Linked DNA regions of Mus musculus: regions 2 and 3 are each linked to region 1. Evidence: chromatin contacts called from public Hi-C and promoter capture Hi-C data. All regions are on one chromosome and are shown on one strand. The core of a region is the stretch at or near the end of the contact, and the rest is flanking DNA. Distances in the headings are between cores, read along the strand shown. Region 1 holds the start of Gfi1b (growth factor independent 1B). Region 2 holds the start of Brd3 (bromodomain containing 3). Region 3 holds the start of Zer1 (zyg-11 related, cell cycle regulator).

What was found. Promoter capture Hi-C pulls out the DNA fragments that hold promoters and counts their contacts. A called contact is a pair of places that touch in the nucleus more often than the background predicts.
Region 2: a contact with region 1 is called in a Hi-C map of B cells, with 6 read pairs. The contact joins the promoter of Brd3 here to the promoter of Gfi1b in region 1. A contact is called at or near these places in 2 of 39 promoter capture datasets (hippocampal neurons and pre-B cells), 1 of 484 Hi-C or Micro-C datasets (B cells) and 1 of 115 datasets of contacts at active chromatin or transcription factors (astrocytes).
Region 3: a contact with region 1 is called in a promoter capture Hi-C map of pre-B cells, with 2.2 times the contacts expected there. The contact joins the promoter of Zer1 here to the promoter of Gfi1b in region 1. A contact is called at or near these places in 1 of 39 promoter capture datasets (pre-B cells) and 1 of 484 Hi-C or Micro-C datasets (B cells).

The regions. Positions count from the first base shown.
Region 1 is chr2:28,619,727-28,623,880 of GRCm38.p6, forward strand. It overlaps Gfi1b (growth factor independent 1B), which reads right to left and starts at 2,256. Exons shown (of 7, transcript NM_008114.3): 1 at 2,123-2,256. It overlaps Gm52548 (a long non-coding RNA gene), which reads left to right. Exons shown (of 2, transcript XR_003954006.1): 1 at 1-1,186; 2 at 1,527-2,477.
Region 2 is chr2:27,473,301-27,477,335 of GRCm38.p6, forward strand. Brd3 (bromodomain containing 3) reads right to left here and starts at 2,373. Exons shown (of 12, transcript NM_001113573.1): 1 at 2,277-2,373.
Region 3 is chr2:30,122,723-30,126,382 of GRCm38.p6, forward strand. It overlaps Zer1 (zyg-11 related, cell cycle regulator), which reads right to left and starts at 1,889. Exons shown (of 16, transcript NM_001290503.1): 1 at 1,554-1,889.

The sequences.
Region 1 (4,154 bases), core at 1,006-3,505:
GGGGATTAACACACGGTTGAACAAGATGAATCTTCTCGATAGTTAATGAACAGCTCTTAAGATGTGCTCGGCCTAGGGCCAAGCATCTTGAGTCCTGGATAAGTTCGAGGAAGTCAGGATTGCTTGAGCCCATGAGTTCTGGGTCAGCCTGGTCAAAAATGGAATAAAGTGGGTCAGTGAGCTATCTCAGTGGGTGAGACACTTGCCATGCAGGCCTGATGACTTACGTTCAGTTCCCAGAACCCACGGGGCAGAAAGAGAGCAGACACTGTAAAGTAGTTCTCTGACCTCCACATGCGTGCTGTGGCATGTGAGCCCCACATCTCTCTTACACGAAAAACAAACAACAACAACAACAATACTTTTGTAGTTCTTTTGAGACACTGGCTGTTCTGGAACTCTCTATGTAGATCAGACTGGCCTCAAACTCACAGAAATCTACCTGCCTCTGGCTCCCAAATGCTAGGATTAAAGGCATGCGCCTCCATGCCTAGTTAGTGATAGTAATCTTAAATTAAAAACAGAAAGGAGCCAGGCATGGTGGCGCACGCCTTTAATCCCAGCACCAGGGAGGCAGAGGCAGGTGGATTTCTGAGTTCGAGGCCAGCCTGGTCTACAAAGTGAGTTCCAGGACATCCAGGGCTACACAGAGAAACCCTGTCTCGACCCCCCCCCCAAAAAAAAAAACAGAAAGGAGAGATTAAAAAAATAATGAAAGAAAAGAAGAAAGGACTGGGGATGTAGCTCAGGACACAGTGACAGAGGGTGGAGGCAGAAGGATCAGAAATTAAGTTTTTGTTTGTTCATTTGTTTGTTGTTTGGTTGATTTTTTTTTTGTTGTTGTTGTTGTTGTTTTTTTACTATGTAGTGAGAAAGGAGAGAAGGAAGGAGTCGGGACCAGAGTGTACGTCCCATGCCCATGCCGAAGAACACCACGTAACTCAAAAGCAAAAAAAAAAAAAAAAAAAAAGGTCAGTTCTATGGACTTGTTTTACCACAATGGAAACAAAACTGGGCAAACAGCCCCCACACTCCCCACGGCCGGCTGGGACTGACACCAGAAAGGATTCAATGCAAACGCCTTCAGACGGAGGAGTCTCCTGCTATTTCTGCCTGCGAGCAGGCTCTGTGCCCCGGTGAAGGGAGACCTGGGACCTGCACCCACCTTTTTGAAGTTCTGGGAATGGTGAGCACCACTGGGGCGATTCCATCAGACCTAAATCATCCAGAGCCACCCAACTCCCCGAGGGACTTTCTACAGGTTGACCCCCAAATCAAAATGTTACCCCTCTCCTGATGGAGGGCTTTGCAGACTTGGAAGAGCACAGGTGGATAGGCACAGCTCTGCCAGTACCCAGGCTGTCCAACTCCACAGCTAGGGTGACTTGGCTTTCCCCACAGTAGTCTCATAAAAATGCTGGCTTTCCCAGGACCCAGTCACAGACCACAGCATCCATCCGTGGGCATCTCTGCAATGAGCCCTGTTTTCTAAGAAAACCACAACTCAAACTCACCTTTTCCTCTAGGTGAGAAGAGCTACAGATGCTCAAGGAGCCAAGAGCCTTTGGCAGTGCCTCCCCTCCATCATCCTGTGGTCTGCCTCACCTTGTCATTTCCCTTCAGTAAATTCCCAAGGAAAGGGTGTCTGACTCCCCTCCCCGGTGCTTCCAGGAACTTTTGAGAGGGTCATCAGAGCTACCAATCCCTTCTGAGATCCTGGCACAGGGCAGCTCTAGCCCAGGGGGACACCAATTTGGGCTCCTCTGGTGCCCCTAGAAAAGTGCTCTGTGTGTGTGTGTGTGTGTGTGTGTGTGTGTGTGTGTGTGTGTGTGTGTGAAGGGGGGGATTGACTTTGTGTATCTGGGTGAAGCCTAGCCCCCTACAATGAAGTTTCACAGAATTCGCAGGAGGAAAGCTCGGTGTTTGCGCTATCTTGGGGTATCGGGACTGGTCCATGTTCCTTCCTTCTTCTCTCCCCTGGTGATGAGCACTGCATCCAGAAGAGAGACTACCACAGTATTCTTCCTCTCACCTTAAAGGGAAGCAGACACCCTCCCTGCCTTGGGCACCCAGGACGAACTTTTCAGCGGAGCCCAGCCAGCACGGGTCTGGCAGCACTCACCGTCAGGGAGCTGTCCCTCTTCTGAGTTCTGCCCGAGAGCCACGAACCTCCACACTGTCCCTGGGGACTGCTCTCGGCTCGGTCAACGTTATGAGTCTCTGCACAGACAGACACTTCTCCTTTTCGTTTCTGTGTTTCCCGCCCCCCTTCTGTTCCCCTCCCTGATTTTCAATCTGATTATTTGTGTCAAAATCTGGCGGCTGCAGCGTCAGCCAATGACCAGAGCGCGAAAGTGCAGCCACATTTGCTTATCAAAACTTCACAGAAGCTTCTAACCCACTGGAAATTTCTCCAGAAACTTTCAGTAGCATTTGGGTGAAAGAGAGTGGCTAACTTATTAAAATGTAAAAGTCTAGCATTGACTTACAGTCCCTCATCCTTGCTTTAGATTTTATTTCTTTCCCTTCCTTCTTTCCCTCCCTTCCCCCTCTTCCCCTTTTCTCTTCTTTCCCCATCCATCTTCCTTTTCTTCCCCCTCTCCTTCCTCTCCTCCTCCTCTCTCCTCTTTTTCTCCCTTCTTCCTCTTGCTTCTCCTCTCCTAGATTCCACCATCACACACTTTCTCGCTGAGGCATTAGAGGGGCCCCTGTGTTTAAAGCTCTTGGATCCTGGGCCAGTACAGATCACTCTTAACCAACAGGATTCTGTCTCCCACTGAGCTCATTCTTAAAAAAAAAAAAAAATGGAGTTTCCCCCAGACAACCACAGACCAGCAGAACCACAAATAGACAGAGTAGAAGAACAACAAAAAAAGCAAGGTAGTGAATTTGGGGGCCTTGGAACCTGTACCTGGCAAAGTTCAAGTACAGATTGAATACCCAAGTACCACGGCCGGCGTGTGCTGCCATCTAGTGGCAGCATGAGAGACAGAGAGGTCAATGGGGGCCCCTCTGGGTACCCAGGCCAGCGCAGGGCATTTCACCCCATTTGAGCAGAGCCCCATTCCCTGGTCCCCACTTTCTTTTCCCTGCTCTGCCCCTTGGCCTCCTCCCGTTTGGGGATGACTGATTTATTCCAGGAAGTTTTGCATACAGAGAGAACTCCACCAAACAGCACTGTTAGCTGATTTGCATGCTCTTGCAGCCAGGACTGGAGAGATTACATTTCCCCCATAAAGAAAACAAACACGGGACAGGAAGCCCCGATTGAAACTGCAAGTCCAATGTTCAAAGTGTAGAGAAAAGAGATGTTTCGTTTGAGGCCTTTCTGCTGAGGGGGCTAACCCTGTGGCAGCGGCCGGAGGTCACAACAGACTCCCCAAGGGGACACAGGTCCAGACTGGTGGCCACAGATAGGAGACAGCTACACCCAGCCCTTGTTCTCTCTCTCTCTCTCTCTCTCTCTCTCTCTCTTTCGAGACAGGGTTTCTCTGTGTAGCCTTGATTGTCCTGGAACTCCCTCTATAGAACAGGCTGGCCTCGAACTCAGAAATTCGCCTGCCTCTACCTCCCAAGTGCTGGGATTAAAGGTGTGCGCCACCACACCCAGCCTTGTTCTCTCTTTATAAAACGTCTTGAGTATTCTTTGGGTGGTACACGTTACCAGCCAGCACTCGGTGAGAACTGAGTCACTATGCAGAAAACTTAATAGACCATACGTGGGACATTTTTAAACTGTTCCCTGACAGGGACCAGCCCTCATTTCTTGTCACATACACTTACACTTGACTGTCTTTCCTGCTGAGCCATGTCTCATTCAAATCCTCCTCTGTGGACATCTTTAATGGTTTTACACCCACTTCCCTCCCCATAACCTTCCCAAAGCTTTGGCTTTCTAAATGCACAATTGTTAGGCTGAGCTCTGGCCTCAAGCTGCTGTGTAGCACAACCAGTTCAACGGTGGCTCTGAAGCTGGCGCCACAGGGGGTGAGGCTCTGCCACTGAAGGATCCCAGGCCCGGGTGTCTTTTAGGCTAAGACTCCCACATTTTGTCCTTGGCATGACCAGGACACAGCCCCTTCATGCCAGGACCCCCACTTGGCATGACAGTCCTATACAGCCCTGACCCAAACCACCTTAGGTGGCCTCTGGAG
Region 2 (4,035 bases), core at 1,123-3,622, 1.1 Mb before region 1:
ACAGCAGCCCCCAGGTGCAGGGGATAGCTTTGTAAGGACGCCACAAGCTTCAAGGCTGTCCCCTGGGAAGGAGTACTGCTTTCTTAACTTCCTATTACCTTCTGAATTGTGGAGGTCTCCACTGGATCCTGTTTTCCCACTCATAGTTCCCCGCGGCTCTTCCTTCTAAGGTGAGATCTGGATAACCAGCACTTATCTGAACAGTGGGTAACACTTGTGACCTTGGGCCACCCTCCCCTGGGAAGGCTGTGACACAGTAAACCAGGAAGTGGACAAGGTAACCCTGAGAGCCCCTGGGGGCACAGCTCCAGGCTTACAGAAGCCGGAGTAGAGGCAAGCCAGGCAGGGCCTTTCCTTTCAGCACTCCCCCCCATTTTCACCATCTAAGGGAGGGAGGACACTTTTACAAGCTCCATCCCTCATTCAAAGCTCATTTCCAAAACAGGATACTGCACTGTGGAAAGAAAGCAGTTACTCTTTGTGAAAGTAAACCTGGCATCTCCTAAAAGTAAAATAAATAAAGTAAATAGATATATAGGTAGGGAAATGAACGAACTGGCACACCCCCTGGTCATCCACCCTACAAAAGCTTTTTAATGCCTTTCTCCTGAATTCCCCGGATGTGGGGCTAGGTCTGGATCGCCACAGATTCCTGGTGTCTTGCTAAAGCAGTGGACCCGGAGTTTATAAGCAAGGTCAGGAAGAAATTACCCCCACCTCCTGAACTGTCAAGCTTGTACCTCACCTCTCATGATCTACAGCCAACAGTGCACATCAAGGCCTCCAACAGAACAAACAGCAAACAGGCCTCTATTTGCGAATGAGAGGCCACACTCAGGGCCACTCAAAAAAGGTCACTGGGGCTTGGGGCTTGATCCTTGGAGTCCTTCCTTTCCTGGACCCTGGAAAGCCTGTGAGAAACTCACTTCAAGCAGCACAGCAGAGATCTCAGATCTCTTCAGGGGCACCCCCACCCCCAGTAATGCACACCACTAAGAAAGTGCAAAACAAAAGGGGGGGGGGATGGACGACACAACAACCAGCTTGTCCTCATGGGTTAAGGGGGACAGGACCTGAGCCCTTCAATTCCTTCACTCATTTCTCTTCCTGCACCCAGTCCCATGTTAGCCACTGAAGAACACAAGAATGACCTCAGAGACACAAACTTATACAGTTAAGAAGTTTAAGGTAGAGAAACAACAGCTGTGCACTTATTTCTGGCAGAAAGCTCTTAATCAAAATTGCAAAGGGCAGAGCCTTAAAATTGAGCCCTAAAGTATGAACTCACAAAAGGTATGCCCCGGCTCCCAGTGAGCCCCCTTCCCGCTCCTTACCGCCCCCCCCCCGCCGCCCCAGGGCAAGAAGACTGTTTATGGCTTCCTCGTTAGCCCTGCCCCCGTCGCAGCAACTGGTGGAGAGAACTTCCCCAAGCCGCCAGGATTTTTCACCGGGAATCCTCAAGAACCTTACATACGAGAGGCTTTGGGGTGCGCATTCCTCACCCAACTAGCTTGCGTGTTATACACGAAGTAAGAAAAAGACGTGCACCCCACCCCTTCCACCTCAATCCGAATCGACCTCGCCCGGATTAAGTACTCGTTTAGGCTGATTTCAAAACATGAACTGGGTTTCCTCCTGGCCTGGCTGCAATAATCCAGTAACTCGTAAGCGCGCAAAGTCGTCTCCCGGGCCATAACTCTGCAAATGCAGCCGCCGCCCCCCAAGCCACGCCGCGGCTGCCCCACTTGCAAGGCTCCAGCGGTGTCCAGGCCCAGCCTGGCCTGCCCTGCGACGATCCGCCCTAAGTGGCGCCGGAGCGACCCTGGGCACACCGCGCGCACCTTCCCGCGCCGCGCATCCTCCAGGCAGTCCCCTTCGGAAGATGGCGGGCAGAGGAAAAGGGGAAAGGAAAAAAAAATCCCTTCCGTGAGGGAGGGCTGGCGCAGAGAGCGCGGGCTGTGCCAAGTCCAGGCTGGGCGCTCCGACCAAGGCGACGCCTCCCAGTCCGGCCCGAGGCGACCGGCAAGCCGCGGGCGCACAGCGCAAGGCGGAGGGCAGCGGAGCCCGCGCAGTCGCTGCGACCCCGGGCAGGCGGCCGCCCCGCTTTGTTGCATCGCGGCCGCGCACAAAGGCGGCGGCCCCGGGCTCCGGGCTTCGAGACGCGCGGGAGGCCTGCACCATGCGTTCCGGGCCGTGTTCTCTCAGCCAAGTCCGCCGCCGCCACCGCCACCGCCGCCGCCGCCCAGAGTGTACAAGGAAACGAGAAAAAGGCGTACTTGGCCTAGGCGGCTCCAGCGCCGTCTGCTCCCGGCCCGCGCGGCCGGCTCCTCTTTGGCTCGCCGGCCCCGGCAGCATAATAGACGCGCCGGAGCTGTACAGGGCTCATGCGCTACGCCGCGGCGCCTGGCGGGAGTCGTAGTCCGCGCCCGGGCTCGCGCCAGGGCCGCCCAGGGGAGGCCGAGGCGCACGGACTACATGTCCCGGCCCCGCCGGCGCCACGCCGTGCCCCGCCCCGCGCGCCCCCGGCCGCCCGCCCGGCCGCCCTGGCCGCCAGCGGGCCCGGCCTAGGGGCGCGTGGGGGCGGGGCTGGGAGGTTGCCCGCCAGGACCCGAGGCGACGCTGGAACCTTGGCCCGCCCGCGCGCCTTCACTTTAGCGTTCTCAGCCACACGCAGGGAATAAGAACTGGTGGGCGGATTTCCAGAAGCCTAGGAAAACGTGGGAAAGGCGGGAACGCAGTTAGCACCCTGGGGTCACTACCCGGGTACCCCGAGGCCTCCCTCAAACCCCGAATGCTCACAAGCAGGGAGGCGCGCACCGGCCCCAGCCCATGTTTGTAAACAAACCGCGCGCCTAATTAGCCTGGCGAGGGCGCGCGCAGGGCGGTCCTTGCCAGGGAGGAGTCGCGATCAATCCCGCCCCAAAATCCTGGGGCGGGTTGAAGACCTGGGGACTCCGTAAGAGACCTGGCTGGTGGTGCCGGAAAAAGGCGGATTCTCCAAAGCTAGACACCAGTAAGGGATGCTTCAGGCTGTGCCAGCCAACTTTCCCTCTCTGGAGTCTCAGTGTGTCCCCATGTGCCTATGGAAAGACAGGAATGAGATTAAGTCCCGCCCTTTTTCTGCGTTTTGAAAGGGTTAGGACGGGGTCACACTTCAGATCTTGGTTTTGGTGAAAATTACAATGGTGCCTACGTTAGTCAGTTTTTATCCAGTTGTAATTTAAGGTGGGTGTGTGATAGACCCCAACAAAAACGTTACAAACAAAACAAGTTTTTCCATCAGTGCCCGCTGAACCTGCCTGCCAATGCAGGGTTCCAATTCTGCTGTGAGCTGGACCTATTCCAAGATCCTGGTGTCACTGAGTTTATTTCTGGCTGAGCGGGCACTTTGCTGCATGCAAGAAATGCACAGGTGGTTATGGTATTAAATACCAGACACACACACACACACACACACACACACACACGTACACACACACATACACACACATACACAACGAATATGTTCTGTACCTGAAAATGAAAAAGGCTCAAGAAGGCAAAGTGACATCCTTGGTCTCAGAGGTCCCAAGCTCCAAGCCCAGGGTCCTTGGAAGAGATTTGAGGACAAGCTGGAGCCTCTCCAGGCTCTTCTTGTCTCCTCTTTGGTCTACAGCATGGGTGCTTCTCACACCCTGGGGCGAGGTGGCCACTGCAAGGAAGCCCTGCTGTTTAGTCGCAGACTGAACACAGGGTAGGAGAGCAAGACCTGGGAGGCTCTAAGTTAGAGTCCTTAAACTCTTGAACCCAGGCTCCCCAGCAAAGCCATGACTGGGAGCTTGCAGAACTGCAGTCACCTTGCAGGTTCTATTATCATTCCTGCCATCTGGGTCTCACCTTTCTGGACACACTGAGCACTCTGGCTACTAGGACAAGGGACTTGCCAGTTAACTTTTTAAACAAAACCCAGAAAACTCTGTGTGTGTGTGTGAGTGTGTGTGTAACTATGTATGTGTGTGTGTAACTATGTACATGTGTGTAACTATGTGTTTGTAA
Region 3 (3,660 bases), core at 639-3,138, 1.5 Mb after region 1:
CAGTCTCACTACAGAGTGAGAACTTGTCTAAACAAACACAACAAACAATCAAGGCCAAGGTCACAGATACCCCGAAGAACAGACCATTACTTTTACCAGTGAATGGTGTCATAAAGTTCTACTTAGCTTCCCCCAGTATTCCTACAAATCCTATGAGCCAGGGGAGTCAGACAGAGCTGGTGATGCCTCCAGCTGATGCTAGAAAGAAGGGCTGCAGGACTGTGTCGTGGGTGGATCCCTCCTGTCATGTACCACACTGCCACACATGCACCCTGTAGCTTAGCAGTCCTATTCTACAGATGGAAAGACCGAGGCAGAAGGTCACCTGCTCACATTCTAACTACGAGGAAACAGTAATGTGACATGACTTTCCCGCAGAAATCTCTTTTAATTTCTGCCATGGATGTTCAGTACAGACAGCAAGAGGGCACTTAAAACACAGGGCTGAAGTACATTGGTCATTTGTCACCTCAGACAATTGATTCTTCTCCAACATTTCAAAAATTACAAATCAACCCTGCATCACAAGCCAGTCCCTAATATGTTCCCTGCGGTTATTTCTTCTCACTTGATTTCCTTGCCACCCACTCTGCCTCCTTCATTCAGACCCAAGCGGGTTCTCTTGCCACCACAGGATCTTTGCGCCTGCTGCTGAATGCTGAGCCCCCAGAAAGCTGTAATGACTTTCTACCTCACTCATCTCTGCTCAGACAGAAACCTCATTAGAGACCTTCCCTGACCATTCTATACAGAGGTCCCAGTCTCTGCTTCGTGACACCTATTACTATCAAACATGTTGTACGTTTATTTACTGAATAAGGCAAAGCACATCGACCCTTCATACCTAACAAGAACCTCTTGGTCAAAGCATAGCTTCTGTGACCCCCCTTTCAATGCTATCTCCACCGGTCACTCTAACTTGAAGCCTGTAGAGAACCATTCTGTCAGAAACATCATTGAGTTAGCTTTTCCCAGGCATTAGGCACCACTACCCCCAACCCTCTGCTCCCCCTCCCGTCTCTGTCATACACACAAGGCACAAGCAAACCCGGGGAAGCTTTGACTGGTTAAAGAGCAGCTAAATCTACCCAGAGCTAGCCAGAGCGGTCAGTTTTAGTTTCACCTCACCTATGGGAGCCATTGATCTTCAGCAAGCCCACCCGCTCTTTTCCGACCCTGTTGCACTATCTTGTACCTTGGCATCGCATTTTGGGAGCTGATCCAGGAGCCAAGCCATCCCTAAGCTTTTAAGTAGCACGGCTTCGGGGGTTGGGAGAAGACCTAAACTCATCCAACAGGTAGGAGGGGCAGAGGCTGGCCTCCTAAGCCCTACGTTGAGCCCCCATTTTGCAAGGGCGAGCGTCGTTCTCATTCTAGAGAGAGCTCAATTTTCAAGGCAAAATCCTCAGACCTGGGTGGCAGGCGACGAGCGCCATCCCACCACTAGCCTGTGGTGGACCTCTGCAAGGAGTCGCAGCGACAATGCTTAGACCCTGAGACAGGGTGAAGAAAAGGATGCAGGTACGTCTCTTGGCTCGGCATTTAGGACGTACCCTAGGAGGGGGCGGCCCTCAACGGGGAGACAGGATGCTTCGCAGGCTTACAAGCGGAGGCTGCGGCCCGGGGGAATCGGCGGCCAAAGCGCCGCAGGAGGTCGGATCCGGTCCGGGTCCGGGTCGGCGGGGCGGGGCGGGGCAGGGCGGGAATGCTGCGACCGGAGCCCCGGACGGAGGCCGTTCCCTTGCCCTCGGGCCGCCGGCTGCTTGGCTCCGGGCCCAGCCCCTCCCCCCGATCCTGTTCCGAAGGCTTGGAGAGCCTGTGGCTGCGGGTGTGCTGTCAACAAAGCGTCACTTCCGGGCCGCCCCTTAGCAGCAGAGGAGGGGTTCTCTCGTCTTGTCCCGCCGCGAACGTGGGCGGAGGCGGCTGAAGGTTCCGGGTTCTCTGGGCTGCTCCTGCCCAAGCTGAGGCCCCAGTCTCCACGTTAGCTTCCAGGGTTCCTTCTAGCGAGGGGCTAACTCGCAGGAGCAGGTTCAGGACAGGATTGACTCCATCTTACCTAGTTAGTGCTGACTCACCCGGTGCCCAACCCGACGTCTTTTGGGCGGTCTCTAAGCAGCCACCACATTGCCCCTCAAAATGTGCTCCTCCTTCTTTCCTTCACGAAAAGGGCCATTCACCCAGGAGCTGTCAGATAGCAGGAGTGAGGCTGTTCTTGGCCACTGCGTTTTCTTCTAGTCACCAAGGATCTCTTAACAGTTGTTTCTCTCTTCCTCCAATAGTGCCCTACTGTCCATCATTTTATCTTTCAAAAATATTATTTTAATTATGTACATAAGTGTATATGTGCTTATGCACGTGACGGCAGCTGCCTGCTGAGGACAATAGCCCCGGAGCCCATGAAGCTGAAGTTACAGGTAGTTGTAAGCCCCACAAACGTAGGAACCGAACAAGCTCTCTGGTCTATACTTCCTTTTCATTTTAAGATTTTTTTCCCATTTATTTATATGTGTGCATGCATATGCACATGTGCAGGAGATCAGAGCACTGTTGGCTGGAGAGGGTTCTCTACACCAGCCACGTTGGTTTCAGGGATCAAATTCAGTCCTCACCATGCTTGTACCAAGCACCCTTACATGCTGGGCCATCTCACTGGCCCCATCACCATTTCTTCTCTTGATTTCTACCATAGCCTCCGAACACAAATCCCTTCGTTCCTTCTGCAGTCTCACAATCAGGGCATCCAGACTTTTCATCTACCTTCTCTCCTTACCCAGTCCCTCAGTAAATTGTTTCCTTCTGGTCTCCTGTCCAGAACGTTCACAGTTGAAATCAGTGTGGGCTCTTTGCATCTCTGTCATTCTAAGCTCAAACAATCAGGCAGTAGGCTTAAACATTTTTCTTACTGCCCTCCACATCTGGTAAACTAACAACACTTTTTGCTTAAGGAATGCCCTGGAGTGAGGTTAGAGAGAAAGAAGGGAGGGGATGTGGAGGCTCAAACCCAGGTCCTGTGGCAGACAGGAATTCTATCATTGAGCGCGCGCACACACACACACAAAATACTATACATACACCTTAATCTTAGCACTCAGGAAGCAGAGATAGGCAGATTCCGTTAGTTTAAGCTAGTTCCATGACAGCCAAAACTACACAAAATAACCATGTCTCTAAAACAAAAAACAAAACAAGAAAAGGAGAAAAAATAAAAGAAAAGAGAAAGTAGATACCTTAAGTAGGAAGGTAAATAACTCAAAATAGGTTCAGGAAGTCCCTGAAACTAACCAGATTCACTAAGACCCTCCCTGCCAGAGAAAAGAATAAAAAGTTGAGAGTTCTTAGTCAAGCTGAGCTGCAAAGAAGATACTGAGACCAGACCAGCTACATGTAAGAAGAGGAAACAAGCTGAGCTGCCTATGAGAGATTTAGACCACAGTCAGGTGGAAAGTACATTTCCCAGTCTGTTTAGCTCTCTGCAGACTATGCTCTGTGCTATAGGTTTCCAGCTTTTCTGAACTGTCATCTTCGCAGAGATGTGCCTTGGTCATGCCACTGTCTTTGAGTCATTTCTGTTCCTGTAAGTAATACCAATAAAACTCACTAGCTCACCAAACTGGACTGTGGTGGTATATTTGGTCTGTCCGGAATTCCCTATCCGGGGTG